Linked DNA regions of Sus scrofa: region 2 is linked to region 1. The links are chromatin contacts, called in public Hi-C maps. All regions are on one chromosome and are shown on one strand. Each heading gives the region's core, a stretch centred on a gene start, on an enhancer-like site or on the middle of the called end of the contact. The rest is flanking DNA. Distances are from core to core; before and after follow the strand shown.

What was found. Hi-C and Micro-C count contacts between places; a contact is called where the count stands out from the background.
Region 2: a Hi-C map of omental adipose tissue shows a contact between it and region 1, with 1.5 times the contacts expected there. The contact joins two enhancer-like sites. A contact is called at or near these places in 5 of 47 Hi-C or Micro-C datasets (embryonic fibroblasts, fetal heart ventricle, heart right ventricle and 2 more).

The regions. Positions count from the first base shown.
Region 1 is chr16:68,562,640-68,569,254 of Sscrofa11.1, reverse strand. No RefSeq gene overlaps it. Among named protein-coding and RNA genes, the nearest start is that of HAND1, 110 kb to the left of the region's middle. Within about 2 kb of position 2,579, at least 28 of the 83 cell types and tissues checked have an H3K27ac peak or open chromatin away from gene starts, as enhancers often do. A contact at or near this core is called in omental adipose tissue, where this site is marked.
Region 2 is chr16:68,951,826-68,958,440 of Sscrofa11.1, reverse strand. All of the region lies in intron 2 of GALNT10 (polypeptide N-acetylgalactosaminyltransferase 10), which reads left to right. Among named protein-coding and RNA genes, the nearest start is that of GALNT10, 78 kb to the left of the region's middle. Within about 2 kb of position 3,305, at least 12 of the 83 cell types and tissues checked have an H3K27ac peak or open chromatin away from gene starts, as enhancers often do. A contact at or near this core is called in omental adipose tissue, where this site is marked.

The sequences.
Region 1 (6,615 bases), core at 1,330-3,829:
AGCGCCTCACTCTCCTGCTGGGGACCCTCCCCAGGTGTCCTCTACATCGAGAATAAACTCCAAACTGTGCCCACCCCCTGTCCTACCCAACTCTCTGAACTCATTCTGCTCCTCCGTCCTGCCTTCTTCCCCTTCCAGACAGCACCCCCACCCCCAATGCTCTAGCCCTGGGACTTGGCACTGGCCCTCTCTGTCTGGAACCCCCTTGAGGGCTTCACAAGCTGCCGCCTCCAGGTTTCTTCTCAAAAGTCATATCCCAGGAGTTCCCATTGTGACACAGCGGTAATGAAACTGACTAGTATCCATGAGGACGCGGGTTCGATCCCTGGCCTCGCTTAGTGGGTTAAAGATCTGGCACTGCAGTGAGCTGTGGTGTAGGTCGCAGATGTGGCTCAGATCTGTCATTGCTGTGGCTGTGGTGGCTCTGATTCAACTCCTAGCCTAGGAACCTCCATATGCCCAGGGTGTGGCCCTAAAAAGAAACAAAAATTCCTGTCCCAGAGAGGCCTTCCCTAGCCCCTGGCCACCTTTCTAAGAGAGCCCCACCCACCCCACTGTCACCCTAGCATATCTCTATTTCATTTTTCAAACAGAAACTAAAATTCATGTCATATGCTTATCATCTGCCTCTTCCATGAGGAAGGGAGCCAAGTTTTTTGCCCCAGTGCGTAAGACAGTGCCTGGCACCTGGTGGGGGCTCAGAAGCAATTTGCAGGGTGAAGGGATGAGGCTGCAGACCTGTCCAGCCACTGTCCTTGGCTCTGGGCAGGGGAGGGTGGGGAGATGGAGGGTGGCTAAACCAGGACCCCTGCTCTGAGGAGCCCAGTGCTTCCCACTGAGGTAGAGCGGACCAGTTGGGTGTGTTTAGAAAGGCAAGCAAGAGCTGCTGGTTTCACTGCGAACTCTAGGGACTGGTATGGGGGAGGTGGTGCCATACTGACCATGTGTTAGGATGCGGGGAGCTTGTTACAAGGTGGTACCTGGACTGTCCCTCCAGCAGCAGGTAGGAATAGAGGCCTTCTTGGGCATCAGTGGTCATTGCGGGCTCCCCAGAAGAGCTGTGTTGCGAACAGGTGCACAGATACATCTGGGGGAGGGGAAGGAGGGGGCCGTTGAGCATCTCCCCTTGCCCTCAAGTCCAAGACACCAAAGTGGGCTATGGTAAGACCCAGGAAGAAGAGGCTGGGCCTGGCTTCAGACCCCCTGGTGCTCCTCCCAGGATCCTGTCCCCTCCTGTCACAGATGCACTTCTCTCATGGCATCGAGACAATCTCATAGCCTGCCTCCAACCCACTCCCAGCAAGACCTGGGACCACTCTCAAGCCCTGGTTCCCCCACCTGCACCTGAGCCTCTGAACTGGGCTTCACACACAAAGCTGAGTGACTGTAGGTAAGTTACACAGAAGGAATCTCTGATCCCCAGTTTCCTCATCTGTAAAAAAGGGACAGGAAACTAGATAACAGGAGGGTTAAACAAGTTAATGCAAGAAGGGCCCCGGCACAGCGTCTGACATACAGCAAGAGCCTGTTGAAGGTATCTCTCATTTGCTCTTTTCCGGAGCCCAAAGCCCCCAGGCCTGCGAGTCGCCGGCCTAGCCCTGGCCTCTAACGCCACCTACTGGCCTAATAGCAGAATGACGCACACTGCAGTCCCGGAGTGGAGGGCAGTGGAGCAAGTCCCAGATCTGCCCTGACTCCCCGCGCTCGTTACGCGGGACGGGCCTCTCCCCTCATCCGTTAAAAGGGGATGGTGCTGTCCATTGGCCCCCACATCAGCTTAGTTTGGGGCCTTCAGAGAGTCTTAGGGGGTAGGGGGAAGAGTGCTTTCCCTGGGGAACTGGCTCAGCCTGAGCTCAGAAAGCAAACTCCCAAAGCGGACATGGGTGCTATGCGAGACGGTCACAGGTCACACTCCATCCCTCGTGGAGGCGTTGTTTCAGGGCGAGTCGCAGGACCCAGTCCTCTGGGGTTTAAGACTTTAAGATGCGGTCAAGGCTCAGCCTCTCCTCTCCCCAAGGCAAGATCCACAGCTGCTTGTCCGGACTCGTGGGACAGCAGTTGCTCCAAAACCTATCACAGGCGCATGCACACATACACACACCCACGCACACACGCGCGCACAATCTCCTAGATCCAGACACCCGTACCCAAGTTGAAGTTTTTTCCCTGCCTTGATTTGTTTTCCATTCCTCCACACAAAATTCCCCCTCCCCGTTGTGTCAGCTCCAGCAAGGAGGTCAAGGTCCTCAACTGTTTTGTCACCCTGTCCCCCGGGCATCCCACATGGCACTGGCAGCTAGAACACTTGTAGAGTTCTTAAGTAGAACTACAGTCACGACACAGACGCGTCCGATCCCACAATCACACTCTCCGAGCGCGCGCACAAGGTCGCGATGATTTACCCTCCCGCACGATCCGAGGCGCCCCTCACGCTGCACGCGCGGTCACAGAACTAGGCGAGCCCGCGACCCATCAAGTGTGTACACACACGCGCGCGCACGCATGTGCACGCCCGCTGCGCGCAGCTAGCGCGTCTGGTTTCCACCCTAGCCTCTCGGCTTCGCTCCTCCCTCTCCTCCGCCTGCGGTTCTCAAAGCGCCACCTCCCCCAATGGGCCTTCCGGGGAGTGAGTTGCGAGAGGCCCGAGTGAGTGACAAACCAGGGCTAGGAGTTTACCAACACGCGGATTGTAAATTTCCCCTCAATGAATCCCACCTCACCCCACCCCCCACACACACCCAACCTGCCTTCTCGCTGGAGCGGGAGTTTTCCCCACCCGCTGCTCACCCTCGCCCGTTCTCCTCAAACTCATCCACGCAGCTCAAAAGGGACCAAGCATCTAGCTGCCATACAGGTCCCACAGGGCCACCGCAACTTAGACCGCCCCTGTTTGAGCCCTCCTGGCTCAGCTCCGACCCCGTGGGTCCAGTGGCCTGGACCACTTGGCCAGTGACTTGACTTTTCTTGGTCTCAGGGACTTCCTCCTTTCCTCGGTGAAATGTGACTGATAATAGTACTTCCCACTGGAATAGGTGAGAATCCAAGAGACATAGGAGTTCCTGTCGTGGTGCAGCGGAAACAAATCTGACTAGGAACCACGAGGTTGTGGATTCAGTCCCTGGCCTCGCTCAGTGGGTTAAGGATCTGGCATGCGGCTCCGATCTGGCGTTGCTGTGGCTGTGGCATAGGCCGGTGACTACAGCTAGGATTCAATCCCTAGCCTGGGAACCTCCATATGCTGCAAGTGAGGCCCTAAAAAAAAGACAAAAAAAAAAAAAGAATGCACTAAGCCCAGTACCAGCATACCTGGCACCAGTAAAAGACTCAAATAGGAAATTATTTTTTAATATGATTATTTTTTAGGATGCTATGGAGACAAAATAGCTGCACTGGACAGGGCTCCCTGGAGCCTCTTCCTAGATCCCCAGAGGTCTCAGACCTCCAGGTTAAGAACGCCCAACTCTATTCCAGCCCTGAATTCCAGACGCTTTTCTCCTGATGGCTCATAGGCTTGGAAGAAAGGCTGCAAGGGAGGGAGGAAAAGAAGGAAAGAGGGGAGGGAGGATGGACAGCGCCATTGAGGTGTAATTCACAAGCTCTTTTAAAGTGTATAATTCTGTGTGTTTTAGTGTATTCAGAGAGTTGTGCAACCATCACCACTATCTAATTCTAGAATAATTTTATCACTCCAGTGTACCCATTTCACTGAATACCTCCCAGCCCCTGGCAACCACCAATGTGCTTTCTGTCTTTGTGGATTTGCCTGTTTCTGACATTGTGTAGGCATGCGGCTGTACAGTAAATGATCTTTGGCATCACTTACTTCACTGACTTCTTTCATTTATCATGTTTTCAAGGTTCCCCCATTGTTGTAGCTTGGATCGGTATAAATTTCTTTTTATTGCTGAGTACTATTCCCTTGTATGGCTGTACCACATAATATTTATCCATGGAGTTCCCGTCATGGCGCAGTGGTTAATGAATCTGACTAGGAACCATGAGGTTTCGGGTTCAATCCCTGCCCTTGCTCAGTGGGTTAACGATCCGGCCTTGCCATGAGCTGTGGTGTAGGTTGCAGATGCGGCTCGGATCCCGCGTTGCTGTGGCCCTGGTGTAGGTCAGTGGCTACAGCTCCGATTCGACCCCTAGCCTGGGAACCTCCATATGCCGTGGGAGCGGCCCTAGAAAAGGCAAAAAGACAAAAAAAAAAAAAAAAAAAAAAAATTTATCCAGTCATCCCTCGATGGACATTTGAGATTTGAGTTGGTTCCACCTTTTGGCTGTTGTGAATAGTGCAATTATGAACATGGGTGTACAAATATCTTTTTGAATCCCTGCTTTCAATTTTTTAGTGTATCTACCAAACAAAAAACAAACAAAAAAACAGAACTGCCATGTCGTATGATAATTCCATGTTTATTTTATTGAGGAGCTGCCCACCTGTTTTCCACAGGGGCTGCTCCATTTTACATTCCCACCAGCAGTAAAAGGGTTCCAATTTCTGCAGGTCCTCCCCAACATTTGTTTTGATTAAAGTAATCCTACTGTGTGTGAAGTGGTCTCTCACCCTGGTTTTGATTTGCATTTCCTAAATGATGTTGAGCATCTTTTCATGTGCTTATTGATCATTTCCATATCTTTTCTGGAGAAATGTCTAGATCCAAGTATCACCCTGCTTTTACTGTAGCTTTGCAGTAAATGTTTAAATCAACAAGTGTGAGTCCTGGGACCCAGTTTAATACTTTTCAAGCTTGTTTTGGCTATTATGGGTCCCTTGAGCTTCATATGAATTTTAGGGTCAGTTTGTCAATTTATAAAAAGAAATCAGCTGCAGTTTTATAGGGTTGCATTGAATCTGTGAATCAATTTGGGGCAGTATTATCCATGAACATAGGATGTCTTTCTGCTTGGTTCTTCAATTTTCCTCAATGATATCTTGCACTATTATTAAATTTACTCCTGAGTATTTTATTTTTTATGATGCTATTGCAAGTGAAATTATTTTCTTAATTTCCTTTTCATCTTTCTCATTGCCAATCTATGGAAACACAGTTTGATTTCTGAATATTGAAGAAAAAGTATATCTGAAATCTGTCAAAATGCTGATTCCCAGAACCCATTCCATAGCGTCTATAGTGAGGCCTGGAAATCTGCTTTTTAACCCTCACCCCCAGCAGTGTGCTTTAGGAAGGAGTAGGCTGGTGCTCCCTAACATCATGTTTAATCTTTCTGGGGCTTTTCACATGCTGTTCCCACTGCTTGGAACACTTTTTGTTCAGGTTTCTATCTGGTTAAGACCCTACTTGTTCTTCAAAACCCAGCACACAGTCCCTTCTCCAGGAAGGCTTCTCTGATTACCACCTCCTTCTAACTGGATTGGGTAGTCATAGCATTCTGACTTTCCACCTCTCTCTTGGCATATGTAAAATATTATGTCGATTCTCCTTTTAAAGTTATGAACGTGGGGTGCTCTCATTGTGGCGTAGTAGAAACGAATCCAACTAGTATCCATGAGGATGAGGATTCGATCCCTGGCCTCGCTCAGAGTGTTAAGGATCCAGCGTTGCCATGGGCTGTGGTGTAGTTCACATATGGCTTGGATCCTGCATTGCTATGGCTGTGGTGTAGGCCAGCAGCTGGGAACCTCTAGCCTGGGAACTTCCATATGCCACAGGTGCAGCCCTAAAAGCAAAAATAAAAAATAAAAATAAAAATAAAAAATTATGGACATGGAGATTTCCTGTTAGGGCTTAGCAGGTTAAGAACCAAACATAGTGTCTGTAAGGATGTGGGTTTGATCCCCGGCCTTACTCAGTTGGTAAGCATTGTCCAGCATTGTCACAAGCTGCAATGTAGGTTGCAATGTGGTTCAGATCTGGTGTTGCCATGGCTGTGGCTAGGCTTGCATCTGCAGCTTTGATTCACCCTATAGCCTGGGAACTTCCATATGCCACAGGTAAGGCTGAAAAAAACAAAATTATGAACAGGAAGTTTCCATGTGGCTCAGTGGGTTAAGGATCTGGCATTGCTGCAGTGCAGCTCTGGCACAGGTTGCAGCTACATCGTGGGTTTGATCCCTGGCCTGGGAACTTCCACATGCTGCAGGTGCAGCTAAAAATTTATTTTAGGAGTTCCTGTCGTGGCACAGTGGTTAACGAATCCGACTAGGAACCATGAGGTTGCGGGTTCGATCCCTGCCCTTGCTCAGTGGGTTGACGATCCGGCGTTGCCGTGAGCTGTGGTGTAGGTTGCAGACACGGCTCCGATCCCGCGTTGCTGTGGCTCTGGCATAGGCTGGCAGCTATAGCTCTGATTCGAACCCTAGCCTGGGACCCTCCATATGCCATGGGAGTGGCCCAAGAAATGGCAAAAAGACCAAAAAAAAATTTATTTTATTTTATTTTATTTTTATTGTCTTTTTAGGACCGCAGCCACAGCATATGGAGGGTCCCAGGCTAGGAGTGGAATCAGATCTGTAGCCGCCAGCCTACGCCACAGCCACGCCAGATCTGAGCCTCATCTGCAACCTACACCACAGGTCACAGCAGCACCAGAGCCTTAATCCACTGAGCAAGGCCGGGAATCGAACCTGTGTCCTCGTGGTTACTAGTCAGA
Region 2 (6,615 bases), core at 2,056-4,555, 390 kb before region 1:
CAGAGCTCCTCATTGATCTTTTGAGTAGAAATAACTGCAGAGGCTCTGGGGGGACGTCAGATGACAGGACTTTATCCAAATGAAAACTATATTCCTTGTGGGTTTGAGAGAAGTTTCCTTGTGGCTTTGAGAGAAGGGTAGCATACTTGCTGTTTGAGTAGTCCTTTAACTCCTTGATTTCTCCACTGGACTAAAGAATATAGGATTTCAAATTCAGAACCTAAGTCTTTGTAATTCACGCTAGCTCATTCTGGGTGTACCGCTGGAGCTGGGTCAGGCAGCTGATTTGTAAAGGACACATAATGCATCTAGGATTTGAGCACTCATCTGGTCAGACAGCTGACTTCTTGGAAAGTCGCAAAACCAAGTAAGAAAAGCCAATCTTGAAGCCATCTTCATTTTAATTCGGGGGTGCCGCTCATTCCTGGTCCCAATCCGCTTAACATCTTGGTTTAATTCTGTGGTCTGTTTCATATTCTAGGCTCGGGAACAGGCTGTTAAAACCTGTGCTAAAGAAACGTGATGCAGTCCCTCCCAATTTCTGAGCCATAATCTCTCGTGAAAAATGACTTCATTGGATAATAGCAAGTGTGGAAATAGAAATTGGTGGGATAATGGAATACCAATGACTTTTATTTTCAAATGTCAATAGTTTTTCTCACTGTGTCAGACCTGAACTTTATTCTTAGAACATCCAGAAATCAATACTTAACTCTCCTCCCATTTTTCAGTCTTCTTGGTGGCAGAGCCTCACCCATCAGAAAGTGAAGTACCATGGAAATGCAGCCTTGGAATGATTTCTTTAATTTTCCACAGAGGGGGTGGGATCCTTTAGATTACTAATCACTTCTCTGTCTCCATGCCCAGCTGAAATCTGATGCCGATGGAGAAGAGTTGTTGATTTACCTGCACAGATCTGACTTCTTCATTCTTTTCTCATCCCAGTCTTGCGATCTCCTGGGGGAGGCCAGTCCTGGAAGGTCTGGGAACAGGACTGTGTTTCAGTTCACTCTTTTGCCTTGAACTCATGGTATGACCTCAGGGAAGTGGTTTAACCTCTCTGGGCCTTAGATTCTCCATCTGTGAGGTAAGCGCTCAGATTCAGAAGGAAAAGGTTAATGTGTATCATAAGTGCTTCCGCTCTCCGGGCCAGCGACTGCATTGCTAATTGGTCTCTTTCCCACAAAGGCCAGACTTGACCTCAGACTCTTTCTCTACACTGCTACTCAAGGGGAGTCCGTGGCATGTTGCATCTCACTTGCAGTGTAGGGAATAGATACTTTGTTAGGATTTTCCAACTCCAGCACCTTGGGGTTTGTTCAGGAGCTTGTATTGGAAAGGCCTGGATAGTTGAAGTGTGTTTATTTATTTATTTAGTCTTTTTAGGGCCACATCTGAGGCATATGGAAGTTTCCAGGCTAGGGGTCGAATCAAAGCTGCAGCTGCCAGCCTATGTCACAGCTACAGCAACACCAGATCTGAGCCGCATCTGTGACCTACACCAGAGCTCACAGCAATGCCAGATCCTTAATCCACTGAGTGAGGCCAGCGATTGGAACCCGAAGTCCTCATGGATACTAGTCGGGTTTGTTGCCACTTAGCCACAATGAGAACTCCCAGAAGTGTGTTTAAACAGGCCTCTGTATCTACCTTGTGATGAGACCTCTATTTAGAGAGGTGTTTGTACTGCAGGGCCTTCTTCTAAGTCTAAGGATGTTCAGCCTTTAATCTGTTGGTTCCAGTGACACGATAACAAATAATAGAATCAGAAATGAGAAAGCAAAGGCCCATTTAAAGGATAACCATCTCACTTGCTAATTGTACCTTGTCCGCGGTCTGCTCTTACACAGAGATGGCATCAGGATCTCATCACTAAAAAGCACCCTGAGGCAAACTTGGCAGCCAGAAGCGTGTCCAGTGGCGGCTAAAAGCTCATGATGGTGTCTGCAGTAGGCTCTGTATTTTGCATACATCTGACCATATCCCATATATGTGTCAGTGCCAGTAAAGGAAGAGCTGATGCCCCCAGGGAGGATTTAAATAAGAATCTTGCTTCCCAGAGAACTGCTGTCCACATGCACAGCGGGGTGGGGAAACGAGGTCGCCTGTACCTGCCCGAGTTCCTGTGGCTGAGGAGTGTATCACTTCTTCCTCTCCCGGGAATGTCTTAGAGTAGGAACCACATCCTCTTCTAGCAAATAGCATAAGCCTTGGTACTTGGAAGATAGTCAGAAGGTGTTTGGGGAGTGATCCATATGTGTCAGAGCGGGAAGGGTGCTTGAGAAGTCACCTAAGTCCAAGCCCCTCATATAGTAGTTATGGAAAGTGAGGCTCAGGTGAGGGGAGATGAATTCTCAGAGGGTTGCAGACTCAAGCGCAGTTCTTCTCCAAGTTCTTGCTCTGGTTCATCACGTGTATCCCCCTGCCCCCATATTCTAATATTTGACCCTTCTTATGGTTGTATCCCTCAAGAGCCAAGATGATCACGTCAGGTTTTGGAGGCCAGTATTTATCAAGACCGATTATCTGCTGGAACTTATCAGGCTTTTTTGCACATCTATTTTTGTCAATTTACTTCCTGAATTTTTATCGTTTTATGGCAAGTAAAATGGATTCCATTTTAAGGTGGCAATGGAATCCAGCAGGGGAATAGAGGAATTAAAAGGATGCATCACATGTGGCACCATTACTGTCCCCCACTTGCTCCTGGTGGCAGACAGAGCCCATCTGAGTTTAAGAGCCATCTCAGGTTCTGCCAGTTGCAGTTAACAGAATGAATTACGCCACATGCAGTGAAATGAGTAAGAGACTGTATTAGCTCCTGTAATTGCAATGGACTTCAGATGTGTTACAATCCAGAGGTTCATGTGATAGATTGAGCCCCAAGGTAGGAAAAAAAGGGTTGTAACTCTTTCTGACCTCATAGTCACACCCAGAGGAGCAAGTCTATCTCTTTTGGTAGCTTCTTTATAAGAGAGAGGAAACTTCTTTCCTATAAACTCTAGCAAGCCTTCTTAGGTGTTACTGGGCCAATTTGGAGCAGATGTGCTCTCTGAACCACGAAAGCTTGTCAGGAGGATGAACTATGCTGATTTGAACCACCCCACCCTGGAGCTAGGGGTGGGGTCAGGCCTTCCAAATTGTGGAGCAGCTTCCCAGAGAAAAATCTGGATGCTCTTGTGGGAAACAGGGGAAATGAAACCTAGGGATGAAGCCAACAAATAGCCGCTCCGGAATCCTGCTGGCACCGTGTCCCAGGCAGTCGCTGTGGGGGCATCAGATCTGTCCTGGAGACAAAACCTCTTTGCCACCCTGTACTCTGTGGGCCTCAGGGTTCTCCTGGGAAAGCTCAGGCACGAAGGCTTCCAGCACAGAGTAAGGAGAGGGTTAAGATGAAGAGCGGATAAAAGCTGCTTTTATTGAATCTCACTTATGAGTTTTGCTGCCACCTTCTTTTCCCCTCACAGGCGTCCTGTGAGCTGCCCCTCTCCCTCCCGCCCCCACTCCCACACATTAAAAGGCAGTTCATTGAAAAATTTTCTCAAGCTGAAAAAGAACTTCTGTCTCTTCAGCTTCGACTTTTTTCCTGCCTGGCCCTTCTTAGCTGGAGGAGGCGGAGTGTTCATACTTTGGAAGCTAGAGGAAGCTAAACAATTCCACTTGCTGTGGTGGGTGGGTGTGTATTTATGAGTGTGTAGCTTTCTCTCCATGTGTTTCTCTTCTCCCTTTTCTTATCTTTGGATGGTTCCTGTTTGCTGCCCTCTGCTGAGTATAGATAGGAGAAGGAAGGGAGAAAAGCAGGCCCATTTCTTCTTTCCCTTTGGTTTTGAGAGAATTCTGAGCTTCAGATGCCGAAATGTCTTTGGTTTTCTCAGATGATGTAAGCCGCAGTATGAAATGACACAAGAAAGATGATCGTGAAGATGATCATGTTAACGATAGTAAAGCAGCTGCCATTTACTTATCATTTATGCTGCCAGGCTTTGGACTAATAAGCCCTTTACCTGCATGTCCGGTTAAATACTCACAATTATAAACAGGTGGGAACCCGAGGGCGAGGGGGCTCACAGGTGCGGGTACTTGCCCGGGGATGCTCAGCCTGTGGTTGTGGAGCTGGTGTTCTAGCCTGTGAGTCTCTGACTCAACGCCTCGGCAGGACAAAGCCCTGCATCCCCCCCCCCCCGCCTCTTCTCCTCTCCTGCAGGGCCAACGTGGGAACCCTGATGATATCTGTGCAGAGGGGAGAGACCATTGCTCTTAAGACTGAACTTCCTCAGTGGCCGATGAAGAGCCCACAAGGTTACTCGGTGACCTTGAAGAGGAACCTCTGCCCTACCCACTACTGAAGCCCCCCTTGGCAAAGGGGCTCCTCAGTCCCCCTAGATTGACACCCTGTGGGGCAGCATGTGGGGCTCTAGCTTTGGAGCTGCACTGCCCGACTCCGATGCCTAGCCTTGGGCACGCCCTTGACCTCCATGCAGGAATTCCTGGCCTGTAAAACGAGGATAATGTTAACTATACTGAGGTGGGGGGTGAGTTCTGAAGGCTGGATGTGTCGCTGTGGGTGGAGCCCTGAGCATGAGGCTTGGTCCAGAAGGGGTCAGGGAGTGGTGGGGCAGCTCATGGGCCATGCCTGGCTTCGAGGAGGCATCTGTTCTTCTGGCCTCCCTGCGGCAGAGGTAGGGAGGGATGCCTGTGTCATCATTGCTCTTTGGTAGGTGGGTGGCCTCGTGCACAGGCTTTGGCAGCAGAGAAGGACCAGACATGTCTCATTATTAGGGGTGGAGGAGGGGTGCACATGCAGGCTGCTCTTTGTACCCCACTCCCTGACTCTTTGGATCTGAAGCAGTCATTGGGGTGCCCAGCCATTTCCTCCCCTGGGAGAGAACCCAGACCCTCTGCATCCTTCTAGGCAATATTCTTTGATTCCTCCAGGAAGTGTTCTTCGGTCACTCCAGCCCCCAGGGGTCGCTCACCCACCTTAGTTCCCCTGCTCCTCGGCCTTCTCCTCTGCCCACTTAGACCAGGAAGTGGTCTTCCTGCCAGTCCAGGAAGGTGTGGACTTGTCTTTCTGCTTCGTCCCTCCCTGCCTCTGTCCTTGTGTCCGTGCGTGCGTGTGAGCCTCTGGGCCTCCACACATGCTGCTCCCTTGCTGCTGACACCTTTCTTCCTGCCACCTCGCCCCTAAGCCTGACTCACCCCTGCTTGGGGAGCCTTATGGAAATGTATCATGCACTGTAGTCATCATTTTTGACCTGTCCATGCAGGAGCAAACCTCGATCTCATCACCCTCTCTTAATTGTCCAAAGTATTTGCTGAGGGAATGAAGAAGCAGGCGAATGAGTGAGTGACTGGTAAGTGGGTTCTTGGTGACTCCTGGCCAGTGCAGGAAGTCTGGAATCCTTCTTGTGGAATCTCAGGGTGCTTCAGCATCTTTCAGGAGCCTGTTAACAGGGATCCTCCATGGAGACTGCTTGAGTCTAGGGTGGCCACCTATCCAGCAAATCCTACTGAGTGCAGCAGGTAACTCTTCTCTCCGTCCACCTCCCTGCTTGTCAGCACCCCAGGAGGCAGATGTCGCCTTCTCCAGGTGCACCCCCCCAGGAGCATTTTGCACGCCTATTCCTGGGGAGTGCTTTTATTTGCAGTTTCCCTGAGTTGCAAGCCAGCGGTCCCCAGGGGAACTCTGTGGTGCCTGTTAGTAGTGGCACCATATCAAATGTAAACAGCTCAGAATCCGGGATTGGCATCTGAGTTGGGCAGTGCACTTTGCAAATCCCTCTGCAGTGGGCCCCAGGGACTCTCTGGGGCTCAGCAGCTTTGTTTTCTGCTGGCACATGTGAGCTGTTGCCTTTCCAGGCTGGGTGCTCTGCCTTCCTGCTGTGGGGACAAGGGTGAGGTGCCTGGAAGTGTGTGTGGAGGTGCTGCACTAAGGGCCTTCTTGGGAAGGGGTTACATTAGGAAAACCCTGCGAGCTTTTCCCTTGAGCTGGACCGAGTGTGCAACTGACAGCCAGCATCCCCAGTTCCCAGGCCCAGCTCTGCCTTCTCCTAAAATGGGCACCATCAGCACTCTTTCATCGTGTTGTAGTGATGTTTATGTCCCACTAAAGATGAGACAACTAAGAGGCAGAGAGGATCCATGACATATCCAGGGCCACACAGCTGGGAGGTGATGGGAACAGGACTCCAGCCCAGGGGTCTCCCTCCAGCAGACCAGAGCTCACAGCCCTAGGCCTCCTCCTACTGTCTTACCACCCACTGGCCCTGACCTTCGGTGAGTGCACCCTCTTCCCTGGATGGGAGGAGACCACAGCGGGAGGATATTGCTGAGGGCCTCAGGAGCCTGATTCTTGTATCCATTGTGCTGGTTCTGGAAAGCTCTTCCACGAGCCAAATGCTCCAGCCAGGATTCTAGCAGGCCCCACAGGCCACCTGGGGGCCTCCTAAGAGCCCAGTTAACCACAGTTGTGCGTTTGGGTGGGTCTCCCACTGGTTACACTTGTTGGCCTCCTGGAGGAGGTGTTGCTGAGCAGAGGGGGCTGGTGGGACATGGGAGGAAAGAGGTTTCTTAAAGGGAACAGGTTGGAAACATCTGGCAGGGGAGTGTGTGTGA